Regions from separate parts of the Sus scrofa genome. Here regions 1 and 3 are each linked to region 2. The links are chromatin contacts, called in public HiChIP or PLAC-seq maps. All regions are on one chromosome and are shown on one strand. Each heading gives the region's core, a stretch centred on a gene start, on an enhancer-like site or on the middle of the called end of the contact. The rest is flanking DNA. Distances are from core to core; before and after follow the strand shown.

Region 1 (3,793 bases), core at 748-3,247, 120 kb before region 2:
CTTCCCCTTTATAGACGTGACCACAAATGGTAAATCCAGAACTGTGAAATGCTCTCTTCGTATCCAGCTTCGCCCATTCCTAGGCTACCTAGGCAGTAAGAGCAGGAATCCCAGGTTTCTGACCCATGGGATTTAGTGTATTTAGTTGCCCTTGCATGGAGTTTTATCATTTTCAATGTATTAACTGGCATCATTTTAAATTTAAGAGATTTCACATTAAAAATCTGAATTTGGAGTTCCTGTCCTGACACAGTGGAAACGAATCCAATTGGGAACCATGACGTTGTGGGTTTGATCCCTGGCCTCACTCAGTGGGTTAAGGATCCGGTGTTGCCATGTGCTGTGGTGTAGGTCGCAGATGTGGCTCAGATCCTGCGCTGCTGTGGCTGTGGCATAGGCTGGCAGCTACAGCTCCGATTAGACTCCTAGCCTGAGAACCTCCATATGCCGCAGGTGTGGCCCTAAAAAGACAAAAAGACCAAAAAAAAAAAAAAAAATCTGGATTTGTGGCCTTTATTTATAAAAAATCAGAAGACTCAGTAACCTTGGGTCCTATATTCTGATGTGATGACAACTGGCTAGAATTGGCCTTTATACAAGGCAGGTGCTCTTGTTCACTTTTCCCCACTCCCCACCAGTCTCTATTGCACCCTACCTCTGATCCATTTTACTCCTTTACATTACCTATCTGATCTCTATAGGTTTGGGGTTTCAACCCCTTGTCTGGTCCTTTGTGTACCTGGCCCCTGACTGTGCCTGGTGCATAGTGGACATTTTATGTTCGCCCATTCCTTGCAACAGCTTGGTAGGACACACCTCCCCCCCAACTTGTTTTTGGCCACACCTGCAGCTTGCAGAAGTTCCTGGGCCAAGGGTGAACCCACGCCATAACAGCAACCAGAGCCACATCAGTGGCAAGGCTGGATCCTTTACCTGCTGTGTCACCAGGGAACTCCCATCTTCCCATGTTTAAAATGAGAAAACGGAGGTTCCCAAGATCATACAGCTAACGAGTAGCAGAGCCAGGATTTGAACCCCTGATTATCTGGTTCCTAAATCTGAGCTTGTTCCACCCCATCCCATGCCTGCACCAAGTGGGATGGAGAAAGCCTCCTTTCACTTGAAATGCCATCCATATCTTCATTGGAACCCCTGAAGCTCCACTCAGAGAAGGGACCGAAAACTCAGATGCCGTCAGAGGCCACATGGATTCATAAAAGAGGAGACGAGCGTGACTTGAAAAGCAGAGGCCCCTGCCCCAAACATCTGGATTTGTGTGTCAACTACCCTAATCTGTCGGCAGGATAGGTCCCTCTACCAAGTCGTCAGGCTGTGCCCTTGACTTTGAAGCTGGGTTTTCGTGACTGGGTGCAGAAGTCCTGTGCCGCGTGGGGGATCCTGGCCTTCTGGCTCGCTGTCGTCAGGTTGGTGTGGTCGGCATCGTCTCTGCTGAGCTGAGGGTCCTTTGTGGGGCCTCTGAGATCTCGCCAGAGTGGCTGCAATCTCCAGACTCAGACTCGCCGCTAACCCTGCCCTCCACACACCATCACTGGGCCCTTCCCTCCCAGTGTGCTGGGCGACTCACCTTTCCTTTACAACACAGAGAAAGAGAAATACTGATCCTATGTACCAGGTACCACGCAAAGCCCTGGGTAGCTTCCCAAATGCAATCAGAAACGAATCCCAGAGTCTCAAAGAGAGAAACATCAGCTCCATGAGGGGCAGGGATGTTGTCGGTCTTGTTCCCGGCTGCCTCCCTGATGCCTGGAACAGAATGGCCCGTAGCAACTGCTTGTTGAATGACTGAACCATAGCATATGAGCCTTTGCAATTGGCAGTGTCACAAAAGGAGCTTCTGAGATTATCCTTCCTTTTGGGGGTGAGGCATCTAAGCGGCCGCAAGTGGAAGGAATTGGCCAGCGTCGCACGGCTGTTCAGGGCGGGGTCAGCCGCAGAACTTGGGCCTCTTCTGGCCCCAGCCAAGGAACAAAACCCTCTCTCTCTTTATCTCCACTCCAGCATTGCCGCTTGTGCTTTTACACACAGTGGATTTTCAGAGCCTGTGGTTGACGTCCAACAAATAAATAGATGGGTGGAGAAAAAATACCTCTTGTAACAATGTCAGCAAAGCTCTTCAAGGCCACTCTGGGGGGCTTACTCCTTGCAAAGGGGCCTCACCTCTTCTTTCAGAATGAGCTTCTTACTGGAATCCAGGCAGCATGGAGGACTTGCTCCTGGAAGGGTATTTCGACATTCATCAAACGTAGTTATTTCCTCAAGTAAAATATTTAAACAGAGCTTCAAGGAATCCAACAAAAGAAAATGAGTTTTAGGGGAAATACACACACACACACACACACACACACACACACAGGCACACACACACTGACACACAAACCAAATTCTTTCCTCAAAACATAAGCTGGAAGGATTTTATCTGCTCTCAGAGGGAAAACTCGAGAGGTTTAATTTAAAACTTGGGCGGGCTCATGGCTTTTCAATGGAGTGATTGTTCCATAGTGAGGGCATGAGATAATACGAAAACGTTTTCCAGCCCCGTGTTTGGTTTGGCTTCAGAAATGCAAACTGGCGTTCTTCTGAGAGGCCCCGTTTCCGGGGCCCATGTGTGGCTCAACTGCTGTATCTCTGCAGGTCAGAGACCAGATTTGCAATAACATTTTTGCAATCCGAGACTTTCAAGGGAATGCAGGCGAAGTGATTGCCCTGTGCTTGTGTGCAGAGTGGGGACAAGGAGCGGTTACCTAACCTGGGGGCTTGGCACCCAGCCCCCAGTTGCCCAGAACCTCCCCGTTTGTGTGAAATACAGGCAGAACAAGATTTCAGAATAATCTGCCCTTATCTGGCCACCTCAGGGCACGCCACATCTTTTGACCCTTCAGGGTTCATAACTCTCCCACTGTCTTTGTCGACCCACTAGACAAAGGGAGATCCAAAAACATTTCAGAAACTCAGCCTGCATCAGCCCAGCTGCCCCTGGGATTCTTTCCGTGTGGATCTGGGGTGGGGGTGGGGGTTCAGAGGGGTGGAAATGTGTCCGACCAGAGGGCAAATGCTGATAACCGTTGTCCCCCTCTGCTTTACTGCTCCCGCTTTGCTTTGAGCTATCTTGGGAATATGCTTATTTTCGGAGAACAGGGCTTCCCAGAGTCAAGTTCAGGGTACAGCGTATCCAGGTAGGACGTTTGGGTGGCTGTTGATTTGGGAGTGACAGGCACTTTGGGGGAAGCCTCTGATATATGGGGGGAGGAGGGGTTGGGCAGGAAGGCAGCTTTGGAGTTGAACTGCCACCCCAGGGGGTCTCCCCATGACATCTTGCATTCCAGGGTGGGGACAGACTGGGGGGGGCAGGTGAGGTCTTTTCTCAGGGAGCCCCCCCCCACCGCCCCCTCTCCAGAAGCTACTTGTTTTCCTTTCTGCAGATAAATGTTGAGTCTAGAGACCTAGGGACCTCCCAGGTCTTTCTCTAATCATGAACTCTCCCCCAAGCCCACCCTCAACTCAGCTGGGACTGGCACTCACTTAGCCTCCAGCCCTCACCCACCAAAACCCATCCTTGGAGTTCCCGTTGTGGCTCAGCAGTAACAAACCAGATTAGTATCCATGAAGATGTGGATTCGATCCCTGGCCTCACTCAGTGGGTTAAGGATCTGGCGTTGCCCTGAGCTGTGGTGTACTTTGCAGACACGGCTTGGATCCTGAGTTGCTGTGGCTGTGGTGTAGGCCAGCAGCTGCAGCTCCGATTCTACCCCTAGCCTGGGAACTTCCCTATGCC
Region 2 (4,088 bases), core at 380-2,879:
TCTACACCCCCCCCCCACCCCGTGCTTAATCCCGGAGCAGAAATCTCATTGAGATGCAAGTGCAGGGGTGTGTTCTCAGGTGACAAGGGGTGAGGGTGGGGGCGGGGGCTGAGGAGATGGCCTGGTGGGGTGAGACTGGCTGAGGAGCGCTCCCCAGTTCCCACCCTCCCTCCTCAACCCCCAGGCCCCTCTGAAGGGCTAGTCCTTCCTTCTGGAGGTCTGGCTTTTTGCCTGTGGATTCCCATGGGCAGCCTGGAGCTGGTGGGGCCAGAACGTGAAGGGAGGGGACATCAATTCCCTTCTGTTCCAAACTGCAAATGGCTCCTTGCCCCTCCGCAGACACTTCCCTTTTTTCCAGGTTTCATCAGTCTCAGGTGTTTCCCCCCATGCTCTCTAGAAAAAAGAACACAAGCAGCCTTGTGGGGGCCAAGAGGGACACTTCGCGACAAGGGAGGCAGGCAATCCCTGCATGCTGGCAGGCGGCGGGAGGCACACCCCGGGCCCTGGAAACCGCACGGCGGCCTCCCCACCACAGCCATTCCCCACTCCCCCTGGGGGTTCTCAGATGTTGGCAGATGGCAGAACTGAATCTGCTGAGACGTCGCTCCAAAAAAGGAAAGTTGAACTGAAAAAAAAAAAAAAATTCAAACTCTCCTACTTAGGGGAAAGCAGAGGAGGAGGGAGGGTCGGTCGGGGCTGCCAGTGCCCTCTACTGTTTAAATAGATCTCCCCTGGGTTTGAAAGGGCAACCTAGGAGGGGTAGGAGGGGGTAAATGAGGACACACAGTTGTCAGGGCCACCAGTGGGGTTTCTGCTGGAGCTGGGAGAGCCTGCTGTGTGCCAGGGGACTGTCCACATGTGTGCTTGTCTCTGACCCTGCCTGCTTGTGCACTGCGAGCCGGACCACAGGCTTGCAGCATCAAGTCTGTGCATTTGTGTCCCAGAAAGTCCCCAAATGGGAGTTCACACTGAGTCCCTACTGTGAAAGGGTAGAGCACAAATAGGCAGAAACCCGGGCCCTCTGGAAACGGACATTACAGTGTGTGTGACTGCCTCCGTGTGCGAATTCCTGCCTGGAGTTTGTTTATCTGTGAGTGACCTTATGTCTTCTGAGTCTATGCCCCAGGCCACGCGCACGTCTGCGGAGCGTTGCGAGTTTCCCAGCGTGTTCACCTGGGTTAGACCTCCTCTCTGCAGAGGCCCAGTGTGTGCACGTCCACTCGTGAGAGCTCTGCACCCTACTGTGTGCCACAGCCTCCGAGTGAACTCTCCTCCGTCTGTGTGTCCCTGCGCATCTGTGTGCGTCCCTTAAAGGCCTGGTGTGTGGCCCTCCCCTCACGCCCCCTCCCCGTCCACAGGCCACTCCTGAGTTATAATTTAATAGCTGAAACGCGATTCCAGTTAAGTATCCGGGGCTGGAGAGGAGGGGGCGGGATGGGGAGGCGCTTTCTCCCTCCTTCCTCCTTCGGGGAGCTGCTAAAAAGAAACTCGGCGTGGCGCCCAAGTGTGTGTGTGTCTGTGTGGCAGCGTGTGCACGCGCGAGTGGGTGCGCGCAGGCCCAGGGGGAGGCGACGCGGGCCCTTTAAGGAGCCCGAGGGGGCCGGGCCGGGGCGCGTCGGTGCGGGCGGGGAGCCAGGAGCGGGGAGGCCGAGCCACCGCCTCCCGGGCTCCCGCCCCGCCCCCTCCTCCCCCTGCCACCGCCACCGCCGCCGCCGCCGCCGCCGCCGCCGCCGCCGCCGCCGCCGCCGCCGCGGAGCGGAGCCGCGGGCAGGCCGGCCGCACCGGAGCCCCGCGTCCGCCCGCGCCCCGCCAGAGTCCGTGCGCCCGCGCCCTGCGCCCCGCGATGCGCGCCAAGTTGCGGACCGGGGACCGGGGGCTGGCGCCCTAGGAGGCGGCGGCGGGAGGATCGCGTCCCGGCTGGAGGCTGGGCCTGCTGTGAGCCCCCAGCCCGTTCGGCACCGCCACTTGCCTGAGCGCCCGGGCGGCCCGAGCGCACCTCGAGGCCGGGTGCTGCTGCCGCCACCTCTGCGAGGTGAGTTGGGGCCCGGGGTCCCCGCGGAGGGCCGAGGTGAGGTGCAGGGCGCGCTTCCGGGGGAATCGGGGAAGATCTGGCGGCGCACGCGGCGGAGTTGGCGGGGCCCCTGCGCTCCCGAGTTGGCGCTCTCGGGGGGTGGCCTGCTGGGGAGCGAGGCGCCCCATCGACACTGCGGCCCGCGTGCGTGGGGGTGCCGGGGAACTTAGGGGAACTCCAGCTCCCTAGCGAGGGGGCGGGAAGGAGGGAAGTGGCGTGGGGGTGGGTAGGCGGGCGGGGGGCGCCCTGGAACTGCGCAGGGCAGCCCCCCAACGTGTGCTACAGCCCTGGGGGCAATGCCGCCATGCGCTTCCTTCCTACCCTAGCAGCTTCTCACTTGGAGGGTGACACTGCGCCTTATTTTCCAGAGGGCAGCGCAGGTTTGCGGAGCCCCCGGAGATGGCACCCTCAGCTCCCTGGCCTGGCTGCTGTGGAAGGCACACGGGGGTGGGGTTCCCGCCAGCCGAGGGGGGCTGGTTTCTGGCGGTGATCGCTCCTGGGCGAGGAACCTGAGGGCTCTGGATGGGGGTCCCCGGGGACAGGCGCCCCTTGCTTCCCCCTCCCCCGTGGGCCAGTGTTCCTGGTGTCTGGGCCTGCCTCCCGCGGCTGGTGACGCCTCATTGGGCCGCCTTCTGGTCCCTCCCCCGGGCTGTGCGGATACTTGGGATGCCACTAGTTTGGGAAGTTGGAATTCAGAGATGATCCCACTTGGGTTGGAACCGGAGGCCCCACGGCCTAATGCTGGGGGAGCAGCCCCAGAGACTTGCGAGGAGTTGGGGGGCCAGTTGGACTCGCCTTCCCCACCCTGGACGCTTGCAGGGAAAAGCTCGAGGGAGGGAGGGAGGGCCAGGCGGGGCGGGAGGGAGAGACACGCTGTACCTGCGAGCTGCTGTCGCCCGGGCCCAATTAGCGTGGGGCGCCCGGCGTTATTTTTACATTGTAGGTTTATTTTTTTGGAAGCGAGTGCCCTCCCGCCGCCTGTCGCGCGCTCTGGCGCTCTGAGGGTCTGGTGCAGGCAGCGGAGGCGGATCTGTTCTGTCGGCTCAGCCTCCTCCCTTCCTCCCCCCCTCCCCCCCCCGTTGGTGAGAACTGGTTTTATTATGATTATTTTTTTTCCCTTTTGCAGATTTGGAGGAAGGATGTGTGAGGGAGGCAGGGAGGAGGGAAGGGGAGAGGATCCCTGTGGGCTGTATGGGGGAGTTCTGTTGAGTTGTTATCGGTGGCCTTGACTTTGCCCTTTTTAAACCAGATCTGGGTCCCCGCGGCTGCTTTGATAGATGGGGCTCTCCGGGCCGGGAGTTAGCTGGGAGGGCGTCTCAGGTCATTGTTTGTTGTGTACATCGTCGTGGGTGGCCTTTTTTTTTTTTTTTTTTTTCTCTTTTTTGATGGGGTGGGGGGACAGCCATCAGAGAAAAGGAAGGGATGTGAGCTGGGATAGCTGAGCCATTCATAGCCAACTCTGCAACTCAAGTCCTTGGGCTGGAATCATACTTTTGCCACATTAACTGCAGTGTGATCCTGGACAAATTACTTAACCTCTCTGTGCCTCAGACTTCTCATCTGCAAAATGGGATTATAATAGTTCCGAGTTCAGAGGGTTGTTGTGAGAACTGACAAGGATAATACATAGAAGGTATTTGTATATGTGTTACTATAACCACTGTAACCGTTGTTATTATTATTATTCCTGGGTCCTAAAACAGTGGCTTGGAAATCTTGTGAGAAGGAAGCTGCCTTGCCTTTTGCCTGGGCATCTGGTAAAGGGAGGGGACCTTCTTTCCACCCCCTCCCCCCACCTTTGCTTTTTGGGATGAGGACGGAGAAGGCCAGGTGATGCCTTGAAGCCTATTTGACAGATGCACAGATCGAGTCCGATCGTGGGGTTCACGCTGAGGGCCCAGAGCGGGGGATGAGCGGTGAATCGGCAGCGGTAGTGCGGCGGCCGAGAGGACATCCCGGGCGCTGTCTGGCTTCCCCGCGGTGGCTGCCTGGTCCCTGCTTGGAAATTTACCGCCGC
Region 3 (4,021 bases), core at 12-2,511, 76 kb after region 2:
GCTTTGATAGCAAGGCCTCCCAGGAGCCGGAAAGACCTCCAGATATGGCTTTAAACCCCTGTTCCTCCCATTTTGCTGAATGGCCTTGGGCTGCTCACTTAATCCCTGGGTGCAGCCATTGGCACTAGGAGCCTTGTGGGCCTGAGCATCACTGGCGAATGTCCACAAGGTGCCTGGGGGGTGGTGTCTGCATGTGGCAGTCATCTCCTTTCTCCTGGTGGGTGGCAGGAGACTGAGGAGGGTCTGGACTCAGAGACAGGCCTGTGCTTTGGCCTGCGTCATCTCTGGGCCGCCTGGTGTCTTATGCCAGTGCAGATGGAGAGTGAATTCCGGCTGTGCTTGCAGACCCTGGAAAGCCCCTGCTTCCCCTGCCCTGGCCTCAGGCACACTCCAAGCCAGTCTCCATGCAAGGCTCGCTCAGTCTCACCTGCTCCACTTGCAGAACCTCTCTGTGCCCTGTTCCCTCCATCTCTATGGTCTCCTCTTCCCTCCCCCACAGTATCAGGACCCCACATCTTTCCCTGAGGGTCCTGGCAGACCCCTGGCACTGAAGATCTCCCAGGATTGAGGGTCCCAACACACCTTCCCCTCCTTGTCTCCTTTCCTGCCTGTTAAGGTCCTTTCCAGCTCTCCACAGCCCAGCTCAATTCTGCCTTCTCCCCCAAGTTCCCTGGTACCCCCAAAGCGCCCTTGAGTTCCTGCAAGCCTCACGCTGAATGAATGTGTTAAGGTCAAAAGATGTAGGGTCTGAATCCCAGCACGGTTCCTTCCTGCTGTGTGGCCTTCGGCAAGTTACTTAACCTCTCTGTGCCTTTGTGTTAGAAGGGTGTTTAAGAGCGCAGGCTCTGGAGCCAGATTGCTCCTTCACATCCTGCCTCGGTGATGTCTTAGCTGTGAAACAAGTGGCCTTAGCGCCCCGTGCCTCAGTTTCCCATCGGTTGAGAGAGGGTGGTTAGAAGACTGTGAGGATCTAGTTGATTGTGCGGAGGCTTCCGCATGCACGTTACAGCGCAGTGATGATGATTCTGATGATGCTGGCATGATGACAACCTGCCTGTTAAGGTCCTTTTCCAAATGGCCCCCAGGGTGCACTGTGGGCTTTTCCTCTAGAAGAGGGATTGGCAAATCTCCCCTGGAGATATTTCAGGCTTTCCGGACCACGCAGTCTCTGTCACAACTCCTCGGTGCTGCCACCGTCCTAGCGCGAAAGCAGCTCAGCCAACGCGGACAGGAATGGCCGTGGCTGTGTGCCAGTGACACTTGACGCAATGGGCTGAGCCTGGCTTTGGCCTCGGGCCTCGTTTGCTGACTCCTGCCCTAGATCAGTGTTTATCAGACTCTGTGGGAAGGACCAGTCTGTTTCATTTCCACTTTGTCACAAACGGATACTTCTGCACGTGACCCTGTTCTCGGGTGTGGGGACGCACGCTGGCCATGCACTGGGATGCTGCGGTCTTGTCAACACGCTCTCAAGTAGACTGAATTCTCTCGACTTCCCGCTCCCCCAGACCAAGCGTCACAGACCCAGGAGGCTGCCTGGACCACAGGGGGACAAGTGCCCATGTAGAGGGAGCAGACGGGGTTGAAGTGCTTTGTTAACTCTAGGAGGGTTCTCATGCTTCCGGCCGGAGCGCCCGGAGTCTTTAGGCTGTGACCACAGTGAACCCCACTCTGGGTCTGTTTCTCCTTTGGGGTCTCCCCAGTTCTTGGCTTCCTGTGACCCTCCAGGGGGTCCCTGGGGTAGAGGTCAGTGTGGGTGCTGCAGAAATGGCCCCTAAGATGCTCCTTGGAGGGGCTGTACCATGAGCTCATCTTGCCTGGCTCCCACACTGGGAAACCACGGCCAGAGGGTTCAGACCTCTGCCTTGGGGCTCCTGGGGGCCGTGTGCCTTTTCCCGTTTCGACTGGCCATGGTGGGTGCCGTCCTCCCGAGGTCCTCTCCCCAGGGATGGGGCTGTCTGCTTCTCTGCCGCTTTGTTCACTTTGCTTTTGTGTGAGAGAGAGTCTTGCTCCCTGCAGACTGCAGAGCTGCCCGCTTCCTTCTCACACCCCTGCATGCGTGCGTGCATGCACACACCAGAGCTGTGCCTGGCAACCTCTCTCCAGCCCTTCCTCCTTCCTTCGTGAGCTCTGGGTGCCTTGTGTTAGACATCATGGGGTGTGGGAGAGGGCGCAAGCTGAGCCCTTCTCTGCCTTCTGGAAGCTGCCCTCCGCCTTGGGGGCCACCTTTGGAGAGTTAAGAGGGATTTGTGGTCAGGGGCACAGAGGCCTAGGTGGGGCATACATTTCAATGATGGGGAAACCGAGGCTTGGGGATTTGACTGATGGACAGATACCTCTAGCCTAAGGCCTTGCATCTTCTTGCTTCCACATCAGGGCTGCCCGGGAAGGCCCTTCCCTTGACATTTCCAGCCTCTGGGCTTTGACAGGATCCCTGTTGATTCTGCTTACTCATCCTCCTGCTTCCCAGCCTCTTACAAGCTTTGGTTTTGGAGGGTCTGAAACATACATTCTAACACACCTACGTGGTCTCGTCTAATTCTCTTTGCAGAAATAACTGCTTAAAAAAAAAAAAAAGCCAGACAGCAAAAAGATGACTGGATTTTTATGGAAAATTGGGAGAATTAAGAAAGACGCCAAGAAGAAAATAATCACCTACAATCCCACGCTCTCCCAAGCCTTACTCTTGTCAGACATCACTAATTGATTGCCACCCCGCAGTATAACTGAGTGTTCTTGGCAGACAGGACTAATCGATTTGGACTGGTACACAGGGGAAGCCTGTCCTGTTTTCTCCTTTGAAAGGGTGTTTTTTTTTTTTTTTTTTTTTTTTATGTGTCTCAAATCAGAATGTAGTTGCTAAATCAGGATACATCTAATTCGTTAGTGTTTAATTTGTCTGCAGATGATAATGGATATTGGATAGCATTTTACTGAAAAGGGGAGTTTTGCCTAAGGTTATCCTTCTGACTTTGATCTGTGTATGTGACACCAGTGTGTGGGTTCTCCTCCTGCAAGACGGGGGACTCCCACAGTGGCATTTTGTTTTGGAACCTGGTCTTTGAGCCTCGTGTCGCCTTGTCCACAGTCCCCTGGCATGGTTCCCCATGTCTTGCTGTGTCACTTGCGCCTGTAGCAGACGTACAGGTCGTACCTTTTCCCGGTTGTCTCTGCTAACATGCAGGCTCAGTCATCTCATCTGCAAAGAGGCTAGAACGTGGAGGCTGTGGCAGGACTGGGTGCCCCTTAGCTGAAGGTGACCCTTCTCCTTGTTGAGTAGTCCCAGGAATGTCCTCTGGCCAGACCCAGCCTGAGGGCCCGGTAAGGATGCTGGAGGGTCCCCGGGGTGCAGGAGCAGTGCTGGGCAGGGGGCTCTGGCACCTCCTGGCTGTGCGGCCAGCCTGCAGGGGTGTGGATGCTCACTGGCCTCCCTGTGCTCTGCTGCAGGATGTCGGGCTGCTCGAGTACCAGCACCACAGCCGTGACTACACTTCACACCTGTCACCCGGCTCCATCATTCAGCCCCAGCGGAGGAGGCCCTCCCTGCTGTCTGAATTTCAGCCCGGGAATGAAAGGTGAGATGGGGCCCACGCATCCACTTCTCAGACGGGGACGTGGAGTCCTGTGCCCACAGGGAGCTTGCAGGGTTGGTGTTAAACAAGGGGGTGGCAGGCTGTGCCCTGGTCCTTGTGCAGCCAGGATTGGGGCGAGGATGGGGAAGGGCAGGGAAGAGCCACACGGCCCTCGGGTCTGCAGTGGTCTCCAGGTGTGTGGCCCAGACAGGAGTTTAGGGCCTGACTTAATCCAGTATGATATCATCTCAGCTAATTACATCTGCAAAGACCCCACCTCCAAATAAGGTCACATTCTGACGTACTGAGTTAACACGAATGTGGAGGGACTCAAACCTACTATGGTGCCTTTTGCATATTTAAATGAAGAAGCCACGTGCTCCTGCCAGGCCTCTAGTGATTGTGAAGCTGATGGCTCTGAGCTGGGCAGAAGGGGCATCTTGTGACCT

Evidence for each region. HiChIP or PLAC-seq counts read pairs in DNA pulled down with a chosen protein or histone mark.
Region 1: an H3K27ac HiChIP or PLAC-seq map of skeletal muscle shows a contact between it and region 2. The contact joins two enhancer-like sites. A contact is called at or near these places in 1 of 5 promoter capture datasets (liver), 2 of 47 Hi-C or Micro-C datasets (alveolar macrophages and embryonic fibroblasts) and 2 of 2 datasets of contacts at active chromatin or transcription factors (alveolar macrophages and skeletal muscle).
Region 3: an H3K27ac HiChIP or PLAC-seq map of alveolar macrophages shows a contact between it and region 2. The contact joins two enhancer-like sites. A contact is called at or near these places in 9 of 47 Hi-C or Micro-C datasets (embryonic fibroblasts, fetal heart ventricle, heart right ventricle and 4 more) and 2 of 2 datasets of contacts at active chromatin or transcription factors (alveolar macrophages and skeletal muscle).

The regions. Positions count from the first base shown.
Region 1 is chr14:28,466,379-28,470,171 of Sscrofa11.1, forward strand. No RefSeq gene overlaps it. Among named protein-coding and RNA genes, the nearest start is that of SCARB1, 170 kb to the left of the region's middle. Within about 2 kb of position 1,998, at least 40 of the 83 cell types and tissues checked have an H3K27ac peak or open chromatin away from gene starts, as enhancers often do. A contact at or near this core is called in liver and skeletal muscle, where this site is marked.
Region 2 is chr14:28,589,467-28,593,554 of Sscrofa11.1, forward strand. No RefSeq gene overlaps it. Among named protein-coding and RNA genes, the nearest start is that of NCOR2, 51 kb to the right of the region's middle. Within about 2 kb of position 1,630, at least 63 of the 83 cell types and tissues checked have an H3K27ac peak or open chromatin away from gene starts, as enhancers often do. A contact at or near this core is called in alveolar macrophages, liver and skeletal muscle, where this site is marked.
Region 3 is chr14:28,666,145-28,670,165 of Sscrofa11.1, forward strand. It overlaps NCOR2 (nuclear receptor corepressor 2), which reads left to right. Exons shown (of 49, transcript NM_001044576.1): 4 at 3,448-3,575. Among named protein-coding and RNA genes, the nearest start is that of NCOR2, 25 kb to the left of the region's middle. Within about 2 kb of position 1,262, at least 36 of the 83 cell types and tissues checked have an H3K27ac peak or open chromatin away from gene starts, as enhancers often do. A contact at or near this core is called in alveolar macrophages, liver and skeletal muscle, where this site is marked.